3 separate regions of the Mus musculus genome follow, and regions 1 and 3 are each linked to region 2. The links are chromatin contacts, called in public HiChIP or PLAC-seq maps. All regions are on one chromosome and are shown on one strand. Each heading gives the region's core, a stretch centred on a gene start, on an enhancer-like site or on the middle of the called end of the contact. The rest is flanking DNA. Distances are from core to core; before and after follow the strand shown. Region 1 holds the start of Cyp1b1 (cytochrome P450, family 1, subfamily b, polypeptide 1). Region 2 has its middle 31 kb from the start of Rmdn2. Region 3 overlaps Cdc42ep3 (CDC42 effector protein (Rho GTPase binding) 3).

Evidence for each region. HiChIP or PLAC-seq counts read pairs in DNA pulled down with a chosen protein or histone mark.
Region 1: a contact with region 2 is called in an H3K4me3 HiChIP or PLAC-seq map of bone marrow-derived macrophages, with 4 times the contacts expected there. The contact joins the promoter of Cyp1b1 here to the enhancer-like site in region 2. A contact is called at or near these places in 5 of 39 promoter capture datasets (the 3T3-L1 cell line, liver and pre-B cells), 3 of 484 Hi-C or Micro-C datasets (bone marrow-derived macrophages, nephron progenitors and pancreatic cancer cells), 3 of 115 datasets of contacts at active chromatin or transcription factors (bone marrow-derived macrophages and pancreatic cancer cells) and 1 of 9 other capture datasets (adipose tissue).
Region 3: an H3K4me3 HiChIP or PLAC-seq map of bone marrow-derived macrophages shows a contact between it and region 2, with 5 times the contacts expected there. The contact joins two enhancer-like sites. A contact is called at or near these places in 2 of 15 datasets of contacts at CTCF or cohesin (the NIH/3T3 cell line and large pre-B cells), 11 of 484 Hi-C or Micro-C datasets (the STO cell line, bone marrow-derived macrophages, cerebral cortex and 4 more), 9 of 115 datasets of contacts at active chromatin or transcription factors (bone marrow-derived dendritic cells, bone marrow-derived macrophages, cardiomyocytes and 2 more) and 1 of 9 other capture datasets (embryonic stem cells).

Annotation. Positions count from the first base shown.
Region 1 is chr17:79,712,166-79,716,364 of GRCm38.p6, reverse strand. It overlaps Cyp1b1 (cytochrome P450, family 1, subfamily b, polypeptide 1), which reads left to right and starts at 1,304. Exons shown (of 3, transcript NM_009994.2): 1 at 1,304-1,678; 2 at 2,053-3,096. The coding sequence starts at 2,054. RefSeq lists enhancers at 279-307, 420-449, 440-470, 233-501 and promoters at 233-1,431, 1-1,437.
Region 2 is chr17:79,582,214-79,585,871 of GRCm38.p6, reverse strand. It overlaps a transcript of Rmdn2 not described here. Among named protein-coding and RNA genes, the nearest start is that of Rmdn2, 31 kb to the left of the region's middle. Within about 2 kb of position 1,696, at least 48 of the 459 cell types and tissues checked have an H3K27ac peak or open chromatin away from gene starts, as enhancers often do. A contact at or near this core is called in bone marrow-derived macrophages, where this site is marked.
Region 3 is chr17:79,332,094-79,336,115 of GRCm38.p6, reverse strand. It overlaps Cdc42ep3 (CDC42 effector protein (Rho GTPase binding) 3), which reads left to right. Exons shown (of 2, transcript NM_026514.3): 2 at 400-2,393. The coding sequence starts at 627. The coding sequence ends at 1,391. Among named protein-coding and RNA genes, the nearest start is that of Gm17315, 21 kb to the left of the region's middle. Within about 2 kb of position 1,740, at least 28 of the 459 cell types and tissues checked have an H3K27ac peak or open chromatin away from gene starts, as enhancers often do. A contact at or near this core is called in bone marrow-derived macrophages, where this site is marked.

The DNA of each region.
Region 1 (4,199 bases), core at 55-2,554, 130 kb before region 2:
ACCAATGACCTGGGGCTACAATTCTTCCTTTATTAGAAGCAGTCTACCTCTTTCTTGGGTTGCCTTTTCCAGAGCCTAACAGAAACCTTGTTCTCTCAGGTGTTTTGCACGATACCTTGCATTGACCATAAACAAGAGCAGTTGCTTCCCAGGCCTTTTGACATCCTTGGCTTTCTCTTTGAAGAAAGCGTCCCCGAAGCTAGTTTGGGAAACAAGCTGAGTGAGTGGGGGTCGACCAGTTGGCTGCGATCGAGCATCCTCAGGGCAGGCCCTGCGGGCGGCAGCTGTGCGTGCGCCGCCAAGGGTGGTGGCGGCAGGCACCCCGCCCTTGGCCGCCGCCTCGGCGTGTCAGGTGTCGTGAGAAACGCGGGAGGGGCGGCCGCGAGCAGCGCCCAGGGAGATGACTGGAGCCGACTTCCCAGAAGCGGCGCACGCAAGGCACAGCTCCGCACGCAAGGGGGAGGCGACAGCAGAAACTTTTCAACCCAACCGTTTGTTGGCGTACAGAGCCGCCTCCTCCTCCCACTCACCGCCCCCTCTCGGGTCTGGCGCTCCAGGACTGTCTCTGGTGCCCAAGCTTGGATCACTGCCTGGGGCGACCTGAGCTGTCACGCGTGTCCAGCAGGTGGCAGAGTTCCTGTCGTTTCAACGCGGGAAGCCTTGCCTTCTGAGAGCTTTGTGTGCAGAAGGATGGTGCACGCCTTGGGGCGGGAGAACTTTAAAGGTTTCCAAATCTCAGAGGTAGAGATCTGTGCACACAAAGGGCCGCGGCCGTGGGGCCAAATGCTTTGTAAAACCTTAAGATAAAGATAAATGCAAGGCAAACCAAGCTGTCCTGATATTAAAATAGCAAGTTTCTTTTCCTGGCTCGGTGCCTAAGGATCATGAGCAAGGCACCAAACTCGAGTCACCTGGAGGAGGAGGGCGTGCTCCTGGTTGAGCTTTGCTCCAGCGCGCAGAGGCGTTGGAAATTCTGTCCCAAGCTCGGTTCTGAGGAAAGCGTGGGGGTCTTGACTGGGGGGTGGGGGGTGGGGAGGATGACTGACGACAAGCCCTTGTCGCCAAAGGAAAACTTTACAAGGCGGATCCTAACAAAGCTGCCAGCTATTGTTTCAGGAGGGTCCCAGCCAGAGGCGCGGATTTCCCACTGGACCACCCTGGGTCACTAAGCACGGATGTGAGACCCAACTCACAGATCTGTGGATTTTCGCAGTGCGTCCCGCCCCTCACGCCCCACCCCCTAAGGTCCCGCTTCCTCCAGTCTCTACCCAGTCCTTAAAACCCCGGAGTAGAGGGATGGCGCATCGCCTCTGGGGTGCGTTGCAGACACCTCTGCGACGCCAGCTTGAAAACTGCCAGCGGGCTGGGATTTAACTCCACTTTATCAACTCCCACCCCCGACCCTTCTCAACTGCAACCCCAACTCCGTGAGAAAGCCCTGACTTTGCGGGGTCCCAGGTGCAAACTTGAGACACTTTTGTCCCTGTCCTCCATCCTAATCTAAGTTTAGGCTCTGATTGAGTCAAGAGTAGGTGCTAAAGCAGCGGGCCTCAGGTGTCTAGGTCTCGGGGTCCCTGGGGACTCTCAGGTTGAAGCCTTGCCAGAATCTGGGCAGAGGCTCCAGAGCTTCTCCCAGATCCCGCTGCTCTACACCGCTGGAAACCACGCTTCATCGCAGGTCAGTCTGTCCGCGGAGCCACTTTCCTGAGGTCTCTTCAGGGCAGTTCTTGAAGGTCAGGGGTGGGGGTATTAGGTACTTTAAAAGAAACCTGCCTCAGTGTCTGCCACCCACCGGCATTGTGTCGGAATTCTGGGAACCGTTAGGCAGCTGGGGATTTGGAAGCCGATAGGTCTCTGCTGGAGGCTGAGTTGGGTAGGAAACATAGTTTTAAGCATCTTGCCCAGAAAGCTAGCCTTTACCTGAATTATGCACTGCCTCCTCTCTACTCAATCCCAGGGTAAAGCCCCATGCTGGGGCCGAGACGCGGGACGGAGGGCACTCTTTTTTTCCTTTGCACACCTGAGTTTCACGGTTTGCCTTTGTGTCCCCAGCATGGCCACCAGCCTTAGTGCAGACAGTCCACAGCAGCTGAGCTCGCTGTCTACCCAGCAGACCACTCTTCTGCTACTCTTCTCCGTCCTGGCCGCCGTGCACTTAGGCCAGTGGCTGCTGCGACAGTGGCAACGGAAACCGTGGTCCTCGCCCCCAGGTCCCTTTCCTTGGCCACTGATCGGAAACGCGGCGGCTGTTGGCCAGGCGTCGCACTTGTACTTCGCTCGCCTTGCAAGGCGCTATGGCGACGTTTTCCAGATCCGTCTGGGCAGCTGTCCCGTGGTGGTGCTGAATGGAGAGAGTGCCATCCACCAGGCCCTGGTGCAGCAGGGCAGCATCTTCGCGGACCGGCCGCCCTTCGCCTCTTTCCGTGTGGTGTCTGGTGGCCGCAGTCTGGCGTTCGGTCACTACTCTGAGCACTGGAAGACGCAGCGACGCTCGGCCTATAGCACGATGCGTGCTTTCTCCACGCGCCACCCGCGCAGTCGCGGTCTTCTCGAGGGCCACGCGCTGGCAGAGGCTCGAGAATTGGTGGCAGTGCTGGTGCGGCGCTGTGCGGGCGGCGCCTTCCTCGATCCAACGCAGCCGGTCATTGTGGCGGTGGCCAACGTCATGAGCGCTGTGTGCTTCGGCTGTCGGTACAACCACGACGATGCGGAGTTCCTAGAGCTGCTCAGCCACAATGAGGAGTTCGGGCGCACAGTGGGTGCGGGCAGCCTGGTGGATGTGCTGCCCTGGCTGCAGCTATTTCCCAACCCGGTGCGCACCACCTTCCGCAAGTTCGAGCAGCTCAACCGCAACTTCAGCAACTTCGTTCTGGACAAGTTCCTGAGGCACCGCGAAAGCCTGGTGCCCGGGGCTGCTCCTCGAGACATGACGGACGCCTTCATCCTCTCTGCCGAAAAGAAAGCGTCTGGGGCCCCTGGCGACGATTCCTCCGGGCTGGACTTGGAGGATGTGCCTGCCACTATTACGGACATCTTCGGAGCCAGCCAGGACACCCTTTCCACCGCGCTGCTGTGGCTGCTCATCCTCTTTACCAGGTAAAGCCTCCGGGAGGGCTGGGTCAGTCCTTCTTTTCCTCCTTTGAAAAAAGGAGTGCCTCTGGGCGCAGGGTTTGAGGTTTCGCGCTGCGTCGCCCCCCAACCCCCAATTCCTCGAAACTGAGATCTCAGGTAAGATAAGGCCGGGTTCAACTGGGCAGGCCAAGACATGTGCTCCCCCTCTATAAGTGTTGCCAGGACTTTCCAGCATCTCTGATGTTGCGCCCCACTCCCTATCCCCCCTTCCCCGTGATAGGGAACAAATGTATTAAGAGTCCTTCCCCACAAAAAAAAAAAAAAAAAAAAAAAAACCAACCAAACAAACAAGCAAACAAACAAACAAACAAACAAACAAGAATTTTACTGTGCTGGCCTATCAGCTTTGAGCCTTCCGTGGCTCAATAGAAGCAAAATTGGACCGGTTCCAAGTTTAAGGGGAATGCAGTAACTAAACACAGCGCACAGCGGGTCCCAGGGAGGCTGTGGGCCCTACTTCCAACTTCGGGCAGGGTTCTGTTACCAGGCTAAGGAAGCCAGCAGAGGTCTGTGTTCCCAGAGGACAACCTAAGAATAAGGTTTACCCTGAGGCGGTTCCACCACAAAATAAGCAGGTGGCGTCAATTCTGTGGCGTGCCATCATCCTCTAGAGAGGAGTCTAGGTGCTGGTGGGAGTCTTGATCTCTGGGCCAGGGATCAGACCTCTATAGCGCAAGGCTGAACATCAGGATTAAGCAGCGTCCCCACCTCCTCCTCGCACTCAGGTGGTTTAAGTAAATGAATCCTTTATGGGAATTTGACAATTACCTATTATTTACCTAAAATGCAGATTTACCCTGTATTTTATCTAGAAGCACTACTTGTTTTCCTAGAGAATAAGACAGCGGTTCTCAACCGGTGGGTCACTCGACCCATGTCGCCTAAAACCACAGGAAAACACAGATTCATTACAATTCATAACAGTAGCAAAATTACAATTTTGAAGTAGCCACGGAAATAATGTTATGATTGGGGGGGAGGGTCACCAAAACACGAGGGTTGCAGCATTAGGGAGGGTGAGAACCACTGCCCTAAGAAGTGCTGAAGATGCGCTCACCTTTGAATTT
Region 2 (3,658 bases), core at 447-2,946:
TCCCAGATGGTTATCATGGCCCATTGTGCACCTTTGCTCACGTGGGGCCATCTGTCAATCTTGACTGTATTCCTTCCTTCTTGCTCTGTACTGTTGCTTCCCTTTGAATGGAGTTTCCTTGCTACCTTTACGAACCTTTTAGCCTTTATTTAACTTCTTTGATTAAGAGGCCAAGAACTTGGAAACACTAGCCACAGACCCTTACCCACCTATAACAAAATGACTTCTATCTCTAGAAGCAGGCAATTATGGGAAGGCAGATGAAGGCAATTTAGTAAAGCTCACTTCTGTGGGTTCCTCTGGTACCTGCCCAGAAGGAGGGACTGAGGCTGTCTTCAGTGGTTAACTGCTGTCAGGACCAGTGGGAGGGAAGTAGAACATCTTTTGGTTGTAAATCAGTGCCCTACCCTTAGCCAGAAGGAGAATAGGCAGGGGTGTCTTCTTACCATCAGCTCTAACGAGCCTTATGCTAAAGAGGCATATATGGGATGACCAATCTGCCCTCTATATCACTACGGATACTGTGCTTTGATTTTTATCAAAGCTAGATTACTATGTTTTTATTTTAGCCTTAGAGACATACCAAAACATCCTTCAACAAAACAAAATACTTCCTGTAGCACAAGATGAGCCTTTAGAATAATATCAGTATCCAGCTATTAATATATACAGCTGTCACTGTGCATCTTTATTAATTTTTAAGCAAATGTCATAGTAAACAATAGAGGATATTAAATAACCATTAGAAATAGCTCAGGGTTTGCAGTTTTGCAGCCTCTCTCTATTGGTGTGATGCTCTGTATATGCTCTGCCCGGGGAGTGACACTATTAGAAGGTATGACCCTGTTGGAGTAGATGTGTCACTGTAGGTGTGGGCTTTAAGACCCTCATCCTAGCTGCCTAGAAGCCAGTATTCTGTTAGCAGCTTTCAGATGAAGATATAGAACTCTCAATTCCTCCTGCACCATGCATGCCATATTCCCACCTTGGTGATAATGGATTGAACCTCTGAAGCTGTAAGCAAGCCCCAATTAAATGTCCTCATAAGAGCTGTCTCCGTTATGGTGTCTGTTCACAGCAGAAAAACCCTAAGACAGTTGTGTTAACAGTTGAGTCTGGATTACTCTTTTCGCCCTTTCACTTTCTGTCCTGCCCTGAGAGTGAGTTGAGAGCCCTTCAGGAGGGTTAAGCATCGTGCTGTGTGCTCATCTGCTTCTAATGACTCGGGGTTTTCTGCCCACCAGTCCTTACTTCTGTTCCTGTCTGTAGGCTTACGTTCTGGCTTCAACTGCTCATGTTTGTGGTCAGCTCTGTGACTTTCAGTTTCAAGGTCTAGACATTCCTTTTCTGTCCCAACCACATGCATATTCTGGTTTCTAGCCCTTTCTACCCGTCTACAGCCCATGTTCCTCTACTCCATCCACAGGGGCTTAGGGGAACCTTTGGGTCTTCTTCTACCTGGATAGGGTATTCAGGACTTTCCCAGACAAACTGGCCCTGTGAATGAAAATTACGGTGATGTAATTAAGCACAATAAGAAAAAACTTCCTGGGCAGAGCTCTTAGAAAATCTCAAATTTCTTTTCACAAAGATATATGGAAGTTATGATTACTATGTTGCTTCTAACAGTACACAGGCTATTTGATCTCTCCTTGAATAAGGAAACAAAGTCAAAGATAAGATAATGTTGCCTTGAGAAAAGACATTTGCTCTCAGTGTTTTTTCTGGAGGTAGCCTTGAGAATGTGACTCAGGGCTGAGCCTACATTAATTTGGGGGGGGGGTAGCCAGTAAGTCTTGGATGGAAAACACTGATTCTTAAATAAAACTCTGATACATACTATTTATCTCTCCAGTCTCCAAATGGTCTGTTAGCCATGTCTTGATAATAAAGCCCCCCTTTTTTTAAAAGTGGGGGGAGGGAGGAGCCGATAGTTTCTCAGTTTGTAAATGTTCTCTCATGCAGGCTAAAAGCAAGTGTTGAATGATGATGGTCCATGCATTTAAGTATACTTCCCTTTGAAATGTAATATTTCAGTTAACGGGAAGCTTAACATAGAGGAAAAAAGCCTTCTGTTCAAAGCTTCAGACTAAGTAGACTTCACAGAGAGTATTTGGACATCAAAGGCGTTGGGAGTTGGGAAGTGATTCAGAGAGTCCCTGAACTGGGAGACAAAGAAGAGAGATCACTTGACTGTCTGCAGTCAGGCATTTGATTTATCTGGGTATGGTCAGGCAGGAAGTCCCTAGCAGAGCTTAGATGGCAGTTCCTGATTGGTTAAGTTTGAGGTCTGTTATACTGCTCGCATGAAACTTTTATTTTGTTTGCTCAGGTAAGGACACAAGGCACAAGAACCGCCCAGGCATAAGACCTGCTCACTGTTTTAACAATAAACAATGTTAGTGGAGGGGGAATATGGCAGGAATCGTTTCTGTCCTCCTGTCTTAATGGAAGGAAAATGGCAGGGAGGCATAAGTCGCTGTTTAGGCCTCTGAAAATGACTCGTTTTGTGTCCTTAAGCAAGTCATTTATGGAGTTTGTGTATTAAACAAGTAAGGCTTACTGATGGATAAGGAGGATGGTATTATCTGAATGACTGGAGGCCTTCTCAAAGGGACAGTGACACCAAATGACTAAGTCCAACCCTCTTGCATGCTGGTGAGCAGGGTATTAACCTATCAAAGCAGGTCATCCAACCCAGCCCTCTTGGTTGGTAGGTAGGAAACTTTCAGAACATAATTTTTACCAAGGTCATATGGCCAGGAGAAGCAGATCTTAGCCTAGAACTCAGGCTGTCTGATTATCACTGTCCAAAAATAGATAAGAGTTTTTATTTTGTCATTGAACATAAAGCACAACGTCCTCAGCAATGCTCCCAGCTCTTTGTCCTGGAGCGCAGAGAGAGGATTTAAGAAACCCTTACCAATTAGTCTAGCAAACGTTCGGGATATGAATTTGACTCAATGTTGTCATCCCGAGGAATGGGCTATTTCAGCAGCTCTATAACTGTTGACTCTAGACAGTCCAACATGAGTCAGGAGTTCCTCACCACAGAGACTGAGGAGTGAGGCAGAGGGATCACTAAGTCAGGAAAGCAGAGTTGAGGGCAGGGGCCGAGGCTGCTGACTCTGACAGAGCACAGAGGAGTTGTTGACAGAGCTCTACAGCACATGCCTGTTGGCTTGTTTCTCTGAACCTGACCATTCTTGTAGGAAAAGGGAACTCTTTCTCCATCTATGTAGGGCTCTTCAGAGCAACAAAAGGTTGAATAACAAGAGAACAGAAGTTGTTCAGAACCAGAAGTTGTTGGCATGTCTACCATACATACATGGGGTTCTCAGAGATGAGTGACTGAAAGGGCTGTCTAGAACTTGAGTTCATGCGACATCCTGACAAAAGAAGAGCAAGTATTTAGGGATGCAACAAGATGAAAGATGGAGTCTTTGAGCTTTTGGGGCAGCTGGATTTGAGGAAGTTAAATAATATGGAAAAGTAATGGTACCCAAGGGTGAGGTGGTAAGGTTTGCTCTCTGGAGTCTCTGAGTAGGGAGTATAGAAGCATAGGTCTTGGGGTGTCTCTATTTTGTTTTCATGGTAGGAGACGGAGTTTGTTTGTTTGTTTTGTTTTTAAATACATTCTTAACTGTCTTTAGCTGGG
Region 3 (4,022 bases), core at 491-2,990, 250 kb after region 2:
AGAAGAGGGCATCAGATCCCATTACAGATGGTTGTGAGCCACCTTGTGCTTGCTGGGAATTGAACTCAGGACCCCTGGAAGAGCAGCCAGTGCTCCTAACCACTGAGCCATCTCTCCAGCCCCTGTAGCTATGTTTAAAAAGTAGGGATGATTTAGCTTAGGGGCTAAGTACCCCTTTTTCTGTTTTCCCCTGAACTAAGAACTAAGGATTTATTAGTGAATCCCTGCAGAGATTAGAGTTCTTAACACAGTTAGTAGAAGGAAGTAAGTTGGGCTTTCCGTGGGAGCTGGCCTTGCCTTTATCTCCAGGCACGGGAGGGAGTAATATTCTGGGGAGTGGCAGGCCTGAGTGGGCCCTGGAGGCTGGGAGATGACAACCTGCTCTGGTGTCTTTTCCAGGTTTCTCTGAGCTGTGGAAGGGACTCGATAATGTAACTGGCTCTCCGGAAAGACCCGCGTGGCCCTGCGCTGAGCAAGATCTCCAAGACCCTGTCTCGTTTTTAGAGCCACTTGAGAAGAAATGATGTGACAATTCTTATGAAAAAGGACGTTTTGGAAGTGTAGGATACCCGTGCAGAAGGTCACTCTTTCCCTGGTCTGTGAAATAGACATTCTCAAATTCCAAAATGCCTGCCAAGACCCCAATTTACCTGAAAGCGGCTAACAACAAGAAGGGAAAGAAATTTAAACTGAGGGACATTCTGTCCCCTGATATGATCAGTCCTCCCCTGGGGGACTTTCGTCACACTATACACATCGGCAAAGAGGGCCAGCATGACGTCTTTGGGGATATTTCCTTTCTTCAAGGGAATTATGAGCTCTTGCCGGGAAACCAAGAGAAGGCACACTCTGGCCAGTTCCCGGGGCATAACGACTTCTTCCGGGCCAACAGCACCTCGGACTCAATGTTCACAGAAACACCCTCCCCGGTGCTCAAAAATGCCATCTCCCTCCCCACCATTGGGGGATCCCAGGCTCTGATGCTGCCCTTATTGTCCCCAGTGACATTTCATTCCAAACAGGAGTCCTTTGGGCGTCCTAAGTTGCCAAGGCTCAGCTGTGAGCCTGTCATGGAAGAGAAAGTTCAGGAGCAAAGTAGTCTGTTAGAGAATGGGGCAGTCCACCAGGGAGACACCTCGTGGGGCTCCAGTGGTTCCGGGTCTCAGTCCAGCCAGGGCCGCGACAGCCACTCCTCCAGCCTGTCGGAACAGTCCTCCGACTGGCCCGCGGACGACATGTTTGAGCATCCTGCCTCCTGTGAGCTTGTGAAGTCAAAGACTAAATCAGAAGAGTCCTTCTCTGACCTGACCGGCTCCCTGCTCTCCCTGCAGTTGGATCTTGGGCCTTCACTTTTGGATGAAGTCCTGAATGTCATGGATAAAAATAAGTAGCCAGGAGTCAGCTCTTTTTCTTGGGAGTAAGAGGTACCAAAATAAGCAGAAAACAAAAAAATCAACTAACCACAGCTGATGGAAAGAGCTGCTCTGACTGTTTTTATTTGCAGCCATGTGATGCATTTTCTAAAATAACGCTCCTGTTCCTACAAAATATTTTTTTAACCATCATGCCCTGTTTGCAAAAATTTTGAAAACAATAATTTTTAAAAATTAAAAAAAACAAAACAAAACAAAAAAACCTGTTCTGGCAAAAAAGAAAAAAAAAGAAAAGAAAAAGGAGGAAGTGAGTCAGAGCTCATTTTCAACAGGCATTGCTGATGCTCATACATGCTCAGTTTTGTTTGTAGACATGCAGAAATCCAGGCTGTCTAAGAGGGCTGGGTCCATGGGTCTCTCCAAGGCAATTCATTGCATGTTATGAGAAGGAAACTTACTTATTTGGCACCTACGCCTTTTTTTCCTAGCCTTTTTTGTATATTGTATCTTTTGGGTTCACCACAGCGAAGTCTCCAGCGTTATGATTTTACTCTTTGCATATTCGAGCAACCTTACAGGATTTGGGATTTTTTTTCCTTGTGGTTTTTATATATCCCTGTATATTATTTCCATGTTGCAAAAGTTTGACTGTCAGCTACATGTTGGTTAAAAACAAGCAAGGTATTACTGTAACTAAGTTATTTTTAAAGTTGAAATATATTTTTATGTGCCTTTGGCTTTTTATTGCAAAGTCTACATTTTATACATAATACATCAAGTGTTATTTGTCGTGTTTCCATTCGGGCTTCCTTGCAAGCTACGCGTGTGTATTTGAAAACAAAACCAGCCCAACCCTATGCGTTATCAGCCTGACCCTGTTGCTCGGGTGTTACCTCCTCCCAGTAGGAGGCACAGGGTGATGCTTCTGTGGAGACTGGAGGTGAGGTAGGTATTTAAGGACAGCTCATGTTCACATTACTTGGGTACATCATACCACGCAATAAAGAGTAAATGCTAAAATGAACGTGTTCATTTATAGTCATAAACAAGAACCGAAAAGATTTTAAGACCATCTAGTAAAAGTCCTAAAATGTACCCACACCTTTAACATAAGCCAAGAGATGACTGCAGTCTTGACTTTTTTACAAGTTTGGTTCTAGAAATAGGAACACTTAAGAGAAATGAACATGGGCAATCATTGTGTTATTGTTGTTGTTGGCTTATACAAACCTGCATGCTGAGAGAGAGAAGAGAGGAAGAGAGTGAGGGGAGGAGATAGAGAGGGAGGGGAGAAGTGGAAAGGGGGGGAGAGATTGAGATTGAGGTGAGAGGATAGAAAGAGAGGTGAGAGGATAGAAAGAGGAGCGAGAGGAGAGAGAAGAAAGAGAAAGAAAAGAGAGAAGAGAAGACAGAGATGGGGGAGGGGAGCTAAGACTATAAGCCTTTGCCACAGGGCCACCAAAGCCCTGTGCATGCCTGTCTTCAAGGTTGGCTACAGCATTTTATCCTGTAAGACAAAGGCTCCCTTGCTGTGTAGGTCCTACAGACACAGAAGCTTCAGAGGACCACTCAAGGGCCCTTCCCCTTTGCAAGATGCCCTGAGGAGATTGGTTAAGGAACCCAGAACAGGAAATTGCACACAGATTCCTGTCTATCTTTAGGCGCCCCTCCTGACTCTGAGCTTTGTTGCCAACAGGGAGTGCCAGCTCCCTCAGCTTGATGTATCCCTAGGGCACCTTCACCAAGGCAGCAGCAGGGACTCTGGCCTGGGGTTTAGAGTTCTTGGACTTCAATCATATAATGCATGGGATAACCTTTGAACGTAGGAAGTGAGATCCACTTTGGGTGGCTAACCAAACAGAGTAAATCGTTTCCCCTAGAGCGTTGAGTCTATTAAGCAACCCCAAGTCCTGCATCTCCACTCTGCTTCTTCCCAGTGTTCCTTTCTGTGGGATCACACTCAGTCATGGGTCAGAAACTTCTTAGACTTTCTAAGGCCAAGTTGCACGAGCTCATTTTTTTGTAGCTGGTGTCAGCCAAACTCTCTTAACACTTTCCCATCTTAATTACTGATCATATTCAGTCTCACTGTACCCTTTGTCTGCTGTATGACTTCCGGGAAAGAGGGAGGGATTTGTCTCCATCTTTTTTGCTGCCTTTCCAGCCATGGTGGAGAACGGCTCTGGTAAAGTCTCATCTTCTGCATCCCTCACATGTCTACCCACTTGACTTTTCCAAACTAAACTCCATATTCTCCAAAATCCATACTCTGTCCGGACCAAACAACTAAAACACAGACACCTTCAAGTACACTTGTAGGTATACTTGACATAGCAAAAAATTCGCTCCTATTATAAGAAAATGGCCTGGTCCAGTCTCTTGAACAGGTGCCCAAGTGGCAGTTAACTTTCTGTCCTACAAAGAGGCACTTTAGACTCTTACCTGCTGAGAGCTGATTTGATGTTCTCAAGCTGTGTCTCCATCCTACTTACATCCTAATTTATCTTCACTTAATTTAAGGAATTTAAGGAAACCCAAATGGACTTCATTTGTAAACTAAAAATGAGTGACAAGCCACCTGTGTGTGACCCACATACCAAAAATATGTCATCATTTGCATAAGTAGTGACCCTTTTAAAGTAGGCAAAG